Linked DNA regions of Mus musculus: regions 2, 3 and 4 are each linked to region 1. Evidence: chromatin contacts called from public ChIA-PET data. All regions are on one chromosome and are shown on one strand. Each heading gives the region's core, a stretch centred on a gene start, on an enhancer-like site or on the middle of the called end of the contact. The rest is flanking DNA. Distances are from core to core; before and after follow the strand shown.

What was found. ChIA-PET counts read pairs in DNA pulled down with a chosen protein or histone mark.
Region 2: an RNA polymerase II ChIA-PET map of memory CD8 T cells shows a contact between it and region 1, with 20 read pairs. The contact joins two enhancer-like sites. A contact is called at or near these places in 3 of 115 datasets of contacts at active chromatin or transcription factors (embryonic stem cells, large pre-B cells and memory CD8 T cells).
Region 3: a contact with region 1 is called in an RNA polymerase II ChIA-PET map of memory CD8 T cells, with 21 read pairs. The contact joins two enhancer-like sites. A contact is called at or near these places in 2 of 115 datasets of contacts at active chromatin or transcription factors (memory CD8 T cells and thymic regulatory T cells).
Region 4: a contact with region 1 is called in an RNA polymerase II ChIA-PET map of memory CD8 T cells, with 116 read pairs. The contact joins the promoter of Gpbp1 here to the enhancer-like site in region 1. A contact is called at or near these places in 1 of 484 Hi-C or Micro-C datasets (regulatory T cells), 6 of 115 datasets of contacts at active chromatin or transcription factors (embryonic hindbrain, memory CD8 T cells, microglia and 3 more) and 1 of 9 other capture datasets (adipose tissue).

The regions. Positions count from the first base shown.
Region 1 is chr13:112,426,150-112,429,178 of GRCm38.p6, forward strand. No RefSeq gene overlaps it. Among named protein-coding and RNA genes, the nearest start is that of Gm33905, 16 kb to the left of the region's middle. Within about 2 kb of position 1,597, at least 78 of the 459 cell types and tissues checked have an H3K27ac peak or open chromatin away from gene starts, as enhancers often do. A contact at or near this core is called in memory CD8 T cells, microglia, regulatory T cells and 2 more, where this site is marked.
Region 2 is chr13:111,655,168-111,657,867 of GRCm38.p6, forward strand. No RefSeq gene overlaps it. Among named protein-coding and RNA genes, the nearest start is that of Mier3, 30 kb to the right of the region's middle. Within about 2 kb of position 1,299, at least 57 of the 459 cell types and tissues checked have an H3K27ac peak or open chromatin away from gene starts, as enhancers often do. A contact at or near this core is called in memory CD8 T cells, where this site is marked.
Region 3 is chr13:113,011,664-113,014,606 of GRCm38.p6, forward strand. No RefSeq gene overlaps it. Among named protein-coding and RNA genes, the nearest start is that of Mcidas, 19 kb to the left of the region's middle. Within about 2 kb of position 1,583, at least 103 of the 459 cell types and tissues checked have an H3K27ac peak or open chromatin away from gene starts, as enhancers often do. A contact at or near this core is called in memory CD8 T cells and thymic regulatory T cells, where this site is marked.
Region 4 is chr13:111,488,805-111,491,742 of GRCm38.p6, forward strand. It overlaps Gpbp1 (GC-rich promoter binding protein 1), which reads right to left and starts at 1,323. Exons shown (of 13, transcript NM_028487.5): 1 at 914-1,323.

The DNA.
Region 1 (3,029 bases), core at 347-2,846:
CTCCTCAATCTCGCAGCAAGAAGAGGATAAAATGTTGCCGGGACTCAGCAAGATGAAAAGCACATGAAGAATCCACTTTCACACTGCTGAGGACCAGTTTCACCCAGCTCTGAAGAAAGGGCAGGAGACAGAAGTAAGACTGAGCAAAGAGACCTGCGGAGACAGGTCAAGAGAGACTGTTCTCCAGGGAAGACAGACAGAAGAGTCCCCACCCCCACCCCCCACCCCTGGGGTGGACCCTGCTGAAGCAACCAGAGCCTGGGAGGAAGCAAAGAGAGAGAAAGAGAGATGAGAAACTGTCTTCAGGCAGGCAGCGTTCCTGTAAGTTTGTGTTGCTGTCACTCCTCCCCAGGCCAAATGCTTGGCACAGGCACCTGGGTTGTCCTCAGCCTGAGAAAGCAGAGGAAGACGACGGGAGGGTGAAGTGCACACGGTGGGCAGTCATTTCCTCCCATCGCTCATGGTCAGATGCCATCTAAGCAGACTGTGGGGACTCCCTTGGTCTTTCTCTTCCCAGACACTGTAAGAGCCACGCTTCCTTTGAGGCCACCCTCCACCTCTGCTTTAAGTACAATGCTGTCTGCCTTTCTCTTCGTGAGATCTAGTTGGTAAACAACAAAGATGAAGGCCAGCAAGTAGAAAAGGCATCTAATCTCAAGCTGCAATACTGAAATGAATCTGTCTGCGGAGGTTCCATTCCAGGAAGCAAAGAAAGAAGAGAGAGAGAGAGACAGAGAGAGACAGAGAGAGAAATCCCCTGAAGTCCTTGCCCAGGGTCCCCTGAATCTAGTAATAAGCGAAAGTGTGTCATCTTCGGGTTCTAGGGATAAGCTTTGCTTGAATGGTGCAAAGCTGGGACTGTTATCTGATCTTTCGAAGGAGCCCGTTGTCATCACATCACAGTGGCTCAGAAAACCCAGAGGGACAGAGCTGAATTTTGAGTCCAACACCCAGCTGTCACCTCCTTTTTTTTTTTTTTTTTTTTTTGGTTTATCTCCTTCCTCCCAAGGCAGCTAGAAACACAAATCCCAGAAGGTGATCGTAGATGAGGTTTGACAGATGGCTAAAAATGCAAGTGAGGGGTCCATCCTAGATGGTGGTGGTACAGGCCTCTAATCCCAGCCTTCGGGAGGCAGAGGCAGGCGGATTTCTGAGTTCGAGGTCAGCCTGGTCTACAGAGTGAGTTCCAGGTCAGGGAAGGTTATACAGAGAAACCCTGTCTCAAAAAACCAAAAAAAAAAAACCAAAAAAAAAAAAAAAAAAAAAAAAAAAAAAAAAAAAAGAAGCTAACTAGAGATCTAGAGATGCATGCTAATAGTAAAGCTCCAGCTGTGCACCAATACACACACACACACACACACACACACGTGCACGCACACACACGCACACACACGCACACACACACGCACATACACACACACACGCGCACACACACACACACACACACACACACACGCACACGCGCACACACACACACACACTCAAAGCTCAAGTACTACAGCAAAGTCAAAAACAGGAAGTGATGTAAGAGAGCAGAGCCCGACCAAAGACTTGAGTGTTTTGGTGGAGGGTGGGCGTGTATGAGCTCCTGGGAGTATTTCATTCTCTCTCATGCCTCTGCGTCTCTGTGTGACTTGCTTCATCTTTAAAGATGCAGAGGGATCCCTGGCTAGGGTCTCACGTGCCATCGTTCTAAGTTCTTACCTCACAGCTCACTATCCTATCTCCTGTGACCATGTGGCTGGTTTCTCTCACCGCTGAAGGCCTGGCCATGTTCTGATGTAGCTAGGACTGTGACTATTGAGTATTCCCTAGTGTACCTTGTCCTGACGAGTGAGGTTTCATCCATTTAGACATTAAGGAAGCAGCTGTATCTTCGTGGCTAAAAGAAAAACGTGGGCTGGAGAGATAGCTCAGCAGTTTAGAGTCCTCGCTGTATAATTATGAAGGCCAGAGTTCGGATCCCAGTACCCACAGAACAAGCAGGGCATTGAGTACATATCTATAACCCAAGCACTAAGAAGGCTTGCTGAGGCTGGTTGGATTTCAGTATAGCTGAGAAATTGTGGGCCTCGGGTTTGAAGAGAGAGAGAGAGAGAGAGAGAGACCCTGCCTCAAAGGCACAGAGTGATCAAGGAAGATATCTTCTGGTCTCTGCAGCATGTGCAATTAATTATATGTGCATGCACACATACCCGCACGATAAATAAATCACTAAAAAGCTGGGCGTGGTGACGCACGCCTTTAACCCCAGCACTCGGGAAGCAGAGGCAGGCAGGCAGATTTCTGAGTTCGAGGCCAGTCTGGTCTTCAAAGTGAGTTCCAGAACAGCCAGGGCTACACAGAGAAACCCTGTCTGGAAAAACCAACCAAACAAACAAAAACAACAAAAAAAAATCACTAAAATAACAAAAGGATGGCTTTAACATGAGAATAAATAGCAAAACTCCCACAAGGATGCAAATTCACAGGCAGCTAATCCTAAGATTTTCAATTATTGTGTGACTCGGCAGTTAGACTTGTTACTCTTCACGGAAACCCATGTTGGATTCTCGACGCTCATCTGGCGGCTTACAACCATCTGTGGCTCCAGTTCGAGGGATCTAATATCTCCTTCTGCTCTGCTGGCACGAGGTATGCACAGAGTACAAATACATACGTGTCAGCAAAACACCCATACACACACACACACACACACACACACCCATATACACACACTCACACACACATACACACACACATACACACACATACACACACACACATACACACACTCACACACACCCATATACACACACTCACACACACTCACACACACACACATACACACACACACACCCATACACACACACTCACACACATACATACACACACACATACACACACACACACACACACCAATGATTGTAAAAGCGTCTCTTAACAAACTCTAGGGCTGCTGTTCTTAATAATCTTGTGACTTTGGCACTTTATTTAATGATGAATTGCACTTTATTTATTAATATTAATGAATAAGTACGAGAGGCATT
Region 2 (2,700 bases), core at 49-2,548, 770 kb before region 1:
AGTGCTCTTTCTTATCATCTGGCTTTTACTCTCTGCCCCTTCTTGTTTGATGTTTCTTGAGTCTTGGCATGGTGGTGGCAATACAGATGTACCCTTAAGAGCTGGGCACTGTATGGTAACTTTTTCCTAGCATTTGAACCAGTTTTGAGTCTAAATTAGCCATGCAACCAGAAACTCCTTCGAACAAAGCTAAGTTCTGCACTAATCTATGAGTGAAACCATTTATAGGGAAGTTTGACACCATGTCAGAAACAATAGTTATAGGTTGCCAAATTTTTATCACTATATCATGGGAAATTGAAACTGAAACTTTGGGGCTGGTGGCATAGAAGTACAATCTGTCACCGTCATAGTTAGGGCTTCTGTCGCTAGGATGAAACATCATGACAAAAGCAAGTTGGGGAGGAAAAAATGTATTTAGCTCTGCTTCCACATCCATAGTCCATCGCTGAAGAAAGGCAGGACAGGAATTCAAACAGGATGGGAACCTGGCTGCAGGAGCTAATGCAGAGACCATAGAGAGAGACTCCTGATTGGCTTGCTCCACATGGCTTGCTCATCCGTTTTCTTATAGAATCCAGGACCACCAGCTCAGGGATGGCCCCACTCACATCAGACTGGGTCCTTCCCCCATCAATCACTACTTTAAAAAAATTTAGAGGCTTGCCTAGAGCCCCATCTTATGGAGGCATTTTCTCAGTTAAAGCTCCCTCTCAGATGACTCTAGAATGTGTCACGTTGACATAAAATTAGCCAGCACATTTACCATAAGATGTTTCTTGGAAGCACTTATTATAGATAAAGTTCTTAGACAGTTCTTTGGGGGTAGACAGGCTCACTCTCATTCATTCACACTTTCCTGGGTCTGAGGTCTGCCGGGCAGGATGTGGTTAAATACTGTGATGGAGATTAAGCTTGAGTATTGCCTTCAACACTCTGAATCATTGTAGAAGAGAGGCTCCTCCATCACCTAACCCACATTTGCATGGCTAATTATTTGCTTTACAGAGAACCTCCCTCAGCTCTTTCAAGTCAATGAGCCAGTACCTGAGTTAGACAAATATGTAAGGAGCCTGTTTAGAATAAACTTATAGAATGCTATATATCTTGCAAGTTGCCCTTTGAAGGTCTCAACGTCGTAGCTAACTGGTAGGTTTCATTCATCAATCATCACGGAAAACAAGGCAAAGTCCACATTTTAAATTTCAGAAGCTGCCCACCTGCTGTGCTGGTGACAGACACTTCTCTGGTCTCACTGACATTATGCAATCCTGCAGGGCACGCATGGCTTATCTTCCTCCTGCAATGTAGGTTGTATTTAATCGATTAACTAGACCTAACCCGAGAACGAATGCGTGGTGCTGTCAGATGCTCCTCTCGGGATGATGAGTGATCTTTCGATTCATGCCCTCAGCAACTGGTTTCCAAGACGGAGAACGTTCTGAGCAGTTGAGGGCACAGAGAGCAGGTTCTGTGCTCAGTTGCTGGCATATGCAGGAGATATTTTCAGACATACAGAGGCTAACTAAGAACATGCTTCCATAAACATTTTCAAGAATCAGGATCATACGCAAATGTTATCAAAATATTTTGGTTGGCAGCACTTGACTTTGGTTTAAGCTATTTGGATGGATAAATAGAATCCAAAGACAGTCAGTTTAAGTGTTTCATGGGGCCCAATTTCATAAGCTGTCCTCACTATCAAGAGTGGCACAAGAGACAGAGAGAGAGAGAGAGAGAGAGAGAGAGAGAGAGAGAGAGAGAGAGAATTTGAATGATAAAGCCACGCCCTTCTACCCCAGTGCAGGGAGACGATTAGGCTTCAGCTATATCTTCTCAAAGGAGTGTTTTGGTGGCTCTGCGGCAAGTGTGATACTTCCTAGAAAGATAAGAAAGATAAATCATTTGTTGGTTTGAAATAGCAACCTAGTCCCTAACAGACAAAAGCCAAGTAGATTCATCATACAGCTTTAGTATGAAGTATTGGAATGGATTTAGCCAGCAAGCAGAAGCTATGTGTGGCCTTTATTTGGGGCTTTACCTAAGGAATAGGATGTAGCTACTTCAAGGCTGGATTAGCTTGAGTCTTGACAACGGGATAGGTAGCTTCTCTCCTACAGTTGGTGGAGAGATGCATGTCCTTCACTGTGACTTCATGAAAAGATGTTCTAATGGTCTCAGGGGTCTCCATCTGTCTGGGACTGGAAGCTTACCGCCGTTCCTTCAAAGCACTGGCATGCAACGCTGACTTCTGAGGAGAGGACACATCCCTGAGGAACCCTTCATGTATCCTGCTGTGTGAGCCCAATGATGCACCAGTCACTCTCACTGTTGCATAATATCAGACAAAAGCAGTTTAAGGCAGGCCTTATTATGGCTCACAGGTGGAAGGTCCTGTCCATCACGGTGAGGAAGTCACAGCAGGGCAGCAGGAGCTTGGGGCAACTGATCACGTTTGCAACAGCAGTTAAGAAACAGAGAGATGAAGGTCCATACTCAGTTTGTTTCCTCCAGCCTATAATAGTCCTGCTCAATGCTAAAGTGTGTCTCCCTACCTCAACCAACTTAATTTAGACATTCCCTCATAGACAGGTACAGAGGTTCACCTCCTAGGTGATTCTGGATTCTGTCACGTAGACAATCAAGGTGACAATCAAGGTGAAGTATCACAGGTATAAGCTGAAATGTGGTTGGCAAACG
Region 3 (2,943 bases), core at 333-2,832, 590 kb after region 1:
AAAACGTTTTAGATTCTTGTCAAAAGTGCATCTATGAGACAATGTACATTTTTACAAGAAGATTTTATTTATTTTTATGTACATGGGTGTTTTGTCTGTATGTTTGTGTATGCCATGCCCAGGGAGGCCAGAAGGAATCCCTTGGAACTGAAGTTACAGAAGGTTGGAAACCACCTCGTAGGTGCTGAGAATTGAACCTAGGTCCTCTGGAAGATCAGCAGGCGCTCTTAACCGCCGAGCCATCCCTTCAGCATCTTTTCTGTTGTTGCTGCCTTGTCAGATTCCAGAGATTCTGGGTGCAAGCCAAGCCCATCACAGAGTCTATTGTTTTTTGGGTTTTTGTTTTTTTCTTTTCTTTTTTTTTTTTTTTTTTTTTTTTTTTGAGAAAACTACACTTAGGACTGAGGGGCTGAAAGATTTTGATGAGTAGCAATTTTGATGAGTCTCAGAGGAGATCCACAACTTGGTAAAATAAAACTTTGGCGATGAGTAATATCTGTGTTCCAGCTAGTGACTCCAGTGAACTGAGCCCTCAAGCTTAGAAGAACTGAACTTGCCTGAGAGAAGCAAGTAAGATCCTTCACACAAATGCACAGTTGGTTTGTGGGCTGTGGAAGGACGTAGGACGGACACTGGCAGGACAGACATCGGCAACTAGTTGACACACAGCCCTTCCTCCTTCTCCTGTGCAAAATGTAGGAGCTGTTTTACCGACTGAGTGGCAAAGTGTTGGTGCTTCACTGAAATATTGTTTTTCCTCAGTGACTTCAAAGCCCTAGAGACAATCAACAGTAGTTCCCATCTATACCAACACAGTGGCCCTTGCTATACAAAGTCATCTTAAAAGGAAAAATTTAAGAGTCAGAGACTTTATGATATTAATTACACTGTTTATATAGCTTTAAAAAAATCAAATTCTCTTTTCCTGGTGTGTGTGTGTCAGAGAGAGAGAGAGAGAGGGAGAGGGAGAGAGAGAGAGAGAGAGAGAGAGAGAGAGAGAGAGATTAAAAAGTGTGTGAGCTTTATAGTAATTTTGAATTCATAGTAAAAGTCAGTGGAAGGTATAGGCAGAGCAGCGCCGTGTATCTCCGCACTCCAGACATGTGTGCAGCCTCTCCCATTGTCTGGTTCTCCCATCAGAGAGACACATTTGCTGCAACTGGCAAATCCCTGTTACCATCTCAAGTTCTTGCTCAGCACTGTGCACGGGTTTGGAGCAAATGCATTCTGACAGCTCTCTCCAAGTACCGTAGTATACAGAGTGGTTCAGAGCCCTGGCCAAGCTCTTGTGAGGTATTTACTAATCCCTCCGCCCCTCCAATCTTCAATAATCTCTGTTTCTCCACTGTCTTCATGGTTGTACATATTCCATAACTTTATGAAATTGAAGTCATACAGCCTAGCCTCACACATTCAGCTCCTTTCCCTTAGTAATATGCATTTATGTCTCTTCTGGAACTTTTCATGTACTGATAACTCATTTAACCCTACTGGATGGGAATGATGTAAATGTCTACAATACCGAGTTTCTGGCATGGTAGAAATAGATGCCTTGTTGCTAAGAGCTAAAAATAACACCCAATCTGTTAAGTCTCGCACTAGCGTGACGTCAGCTGACTGCAAACGGCTGCCTATTGAGAATGTCTGTTTTGGTTGTATTTTGAAGTGATTTGGGGGACGGGATAGACCATGAAGCGAGCAATTGATGAGCTGAGCGCTTCAGCAGGCAAATGGTCAACTCGCTACTCAGTTCAACAAGTGACAGATATCTTACAGAATTCTGCGTCTGATGAGGGAGCATTTAGCAAGGAGTTCCTTTCTCTTTCTGATTTAAGTGACAACTTCCTTGATGAAGCACTGAGTAAAAGTGAAAGTGGTGATTCTGAAAATGAAAGACAGGGTGTTGGAAGCCAGGGGTGGGGGTGGGGGTGGGGGTGGGTGGGGACTGCCCGTGGCCCTCAACCAAGTGAGAGGGAGATTCTGGTGCCATCGAGGAGGGGTGGACTAGTGTAGTCTCCCCTCCCCCAGCCTGAAACCTGCTTGCTCAGGGGTGGAGCTTCCTGCTCATTCGGTCTGCCACGCCCACTGCTGGAACCTGCGGAGCCACACGTGCACCTTTTTACTGGACCAGAGATTATTTGGCGGGAATCGGGTCCCCTCCCCCTTCCTTCATAACTAGTGTCGCAACAATAAAATTTGAGCCTTGATCAGAGTAACTGTCTTGGCTACATTCCTTTCTCTCGCCACCTAGCCCCTCTTCTCTTCCAGGTTTCCAAAATGCCTTTCCAGGCTAGAACCCAGGTTGTGGTCTGCTGGCCGGACACAACAGACTAGGAACTTTGTGGCACCAACTGTGGATCTAAGCTTCAGTGTGGATGATAAAGGGCCAGTGAACATTCTAGGTCATTATCACTGAAGAAAGCAGGAGCATAGTTGGCCTTCTGTGCTGGGACAGTGTAGCACGCATGCTATGGAAGGATAACAAGCCCATCACCTTTATTTCCAGCTTCCACGATCCTACCAGAAATGGTGTTGTCAGTAGGAAGAAGGAAGGCACTGTTATTGAAGTAACCACACCAGAACCACAACAGGACCATGAAGCTTGCTACAACAAGCACACGGCGGTTTGGACAAGGATGACCAGATGATGGATACACCTTCGTCACTCATGTCCTCACTGCCGCTGGCCCCATCACTGCCAATGGCCACGTGTGTTCATCAGGTTCCTCATGTGGGCTTGTTGTAACTTCTGCACAACAAGGAGCTGCCAGACAGGGCTGGAGAGGTGGCTCAGCAGTTAAGAGCACTGTCTGCTCTTCCAGAGCACCCGAGTTCAATTCCCAGCAACCACATGATGGCTCACAACCATATGTAATGAGATCTGTCCTCAGATGTCTAAATACAGCTACAGTGCACTCATATACATACATAAATAAATAAATC
Region 4 (2,938 bases), core at 73-2,572, 940 kb before region 1:
GCGGAAAGGAGCGTGACGCTCCTTCCAAAACGCAATCTCGGAGGACGGAGCAGCTGGATTGTCCCCACTACGGCTTAGTAGGAAGGCCGGCGGGCAGGCCGGCGGGCGGGAGGGGAGCGTGGCAAGGCGAGCGTGGCAGGGCGAGTGGCTACGGTTCGCCCGGGGGCTGACTCCCAAGCCCGGGAGAGCAGCGCTCGGCTCCAGGTGCTCGGCCCCATTCCCTTGAAATTAAGCAAACAGGTTTCGGCCAAAACTCCAGGGGTGGGAGGTGCGGGACGCGACCCGTCCACCCCGTTAAGGACCGTGCTCTCCCCGGGAAAATAAACAGGTCCCGTCGGACTCGGGAGCCGACGCGACTTCGGAGCGCTCGCCTTGGGCGAGCAGCCACCACCACCACCGCAACTGCCACGGAGCCCGGCGCGGCGGGGAGGGCGAAGCGCCGCCGAGCACACGGCGGAAGTCCACGGCTCCGCACGCCGCGACTCCAGTCCCCGGTCCCCCGGTTCCCCGGTTCCCGGGGCCGCCTTGCTGGTGGTGGCCCAGGAAGGCGCGCGTGCCGGGGCCTGGGGTCTTAGCCCGACGCCGCGGGCGCCCCGGCCGTTCCCGGCCTTCGCCGCCGAGCACCACCCCCCCCCACCACGGCCGCCGAGGCCCGCCGCCCACCTCGCCCCACGGCCGCCGCCGCCGCCTCCGCTCCGCCGGGCTGAGTCAACGCCGGCCGGGGGGAGGGAGGGAGGGAGGGAGGACGGGCGGGCGCCCCGCGCCTCACGCCTCACGCCGCCCCCCGGCCGCCCGCACCCTCACGCCTCGCGCCACCAACGCCGCTCCCGACCCCTCAAGCCCCAACGCCGACACGGGCAACCCCTCCCCCGGTCCCCGAGACTCCCGTCCGGGGCCCAGGGGACTGTGTTACCTTCTGCCCCACCAGAGGTGCCCCTGGCCTGGGGGTGCCGCTGCGCTCGATCCCGGGAGGAGGTTTTCGGTACTTTGAATAATCCCCTTTTGCCGCTTTTCCCTCCCCCACAACCAGTCTCAGTCCCAAAATGGCGCCGACCCGATCCGCAATGTTCTGGGCCAAGTCTCGCGAGATCGTGGAAGGTGGCGAGGGAGGGGGGACGCAGCGGAGAGGTTGAGAAGTAAGAGGAGGGAGGCGGGGCGAGGGGAAAAGAGGAGGAAGAAAGGGTGCGGAAGCCGCGGTGCAAACGAACCCACTGGGCGGAGCCGGAGGAGGAGGGCCTCCACCACAGAACCTTCTGGCCCAAGTAGCAGCTCACGCCCCAGGTCAGGGAAGCTCCGCCCTCTACGTCGGCGCCTGGGGGAGAGGAAGGGGCGGGGCTAGACCGGGGGCGGGGCTTTGAGGAGGACCCGGAGGCTGGGCCTGGCGCGGGGGAAGGGCGGGGGCGGGGCGGGGGGCGGGGCGGGGAGGCGGAGTCTCGGCGCGGTGACGTCAGGAGCAGCTGGAGCCGGGGATTACCCCCTGCTGCTGACGTGAGGACGGTGAACAATCCGGAACGTTCGGTGGAAGGGGGAATTCCCGTCCGTTCCCTGAGGAGCGCCTCTGTGCAGCCGCGGGCCCTCCCCGAGCTCGGGAACGGTGGGGTGGAGAGGACGAGCGCAGGCGGTCCGGACGGGCAGGCGGGCTCGCAGGGCGTGCGGCGCTTCTGAGTCTGCCCGGCAGCGCCGCGCAACCCGGAACGGCCGGCGGCGGGCGCCGTTCGTTCGGCTCCGCCTGAAGCCCGCCGTGGCTCGCAGGCCGCTCGGCGCGGGCCCTGAGCGCTCCGTGGGCGGAGCCGGCCCTGCCTGAGTGATTGGGCGCCGCAGTCGCGCGCCACGCGGAGCGTGCGGGACGTTAACACGCGGAAGCCGGGTTAGGGAGGCGCGCGAGGCTCGGCTGCAGCCACCGTTCCCCCGGAGTGCGAAGGGCTGCCAGAGAGCATCGCGCTAGTAATTCCTATTTCTAATAACTCCAAAGGAGATGGATTATTTCATCAGCGTTGTCCTGGGTATCCGCATAGCACAAACGATTATTTAAAAAAAAAAAGTTACGGTATTCACTTTCTCTACATATAGCCAAAGGTTCACTCTGGAAAGGTTGGAGATTTAATTCTAAAAGGAAAAAAGTAGAAGAAATGAGGGAGAAGCGTCCTAAAGAGGGAAAATCACCGGAGCGTCATTTCCCAGAAACTTTTTATATGCATTATAGGGTTTGTAGTTTAGTGCGTTACCCCTATAAGTTCGCCGAATGTAAACTCGCCTTAATTTGTACCTCAATCTTTACCCATCTTGCCCCCTAGGTACAAAGGGAAAAAGGGCTTAAAACTAAAGGATGCTTTTTTCAATCGTGCCAATGTCTAAGATGTGTTTTCCTCACTTTTTACATAAGCTGGTTTCATATTTTAGAAATGATCCAGTTACTCCCTGGACCTTGACTACTCAACCTACCCGGTTTAAACTTCCGTTTGTTTTAGGTGGGTTTGAATATGGGTCGAGTGGGGACGGGAGAGGCAAGGATTCGTGTTGCTTTCTCTAAAGAGCTATGTAGAGAACCTTGAACGCCCGATCCTTTTGCCTCTGCTTTACAAACTCTGGGGTCACAACCATGCCCCACCCCGCCCAGCTCTGTTTTAAGTCTTAATCCAAACTCTTTCCACTACACGAGACCTGAATCCATAAAATTAACGTATATTGAAAAAGAACTTGGGTTGCTTTTGAATTTAGCTCGGATCTCAGCTATGTAACCCAAGCTGGCCTGGAGTTCTCCTTATCCCTTCAAAGACACACCACCTGGTTTCTATTTCTAAGAATTGATATCAAACTAGGCAGAACAGGAAGAGGAGGGAATGCATGGGGACATGAGAAGAAAAAGGGTACCTTTCACCAAGAGTCAGGCATTAAATAAGATGAACAGCACCTGCTTTAGAGAAAACTATTCCAAGAA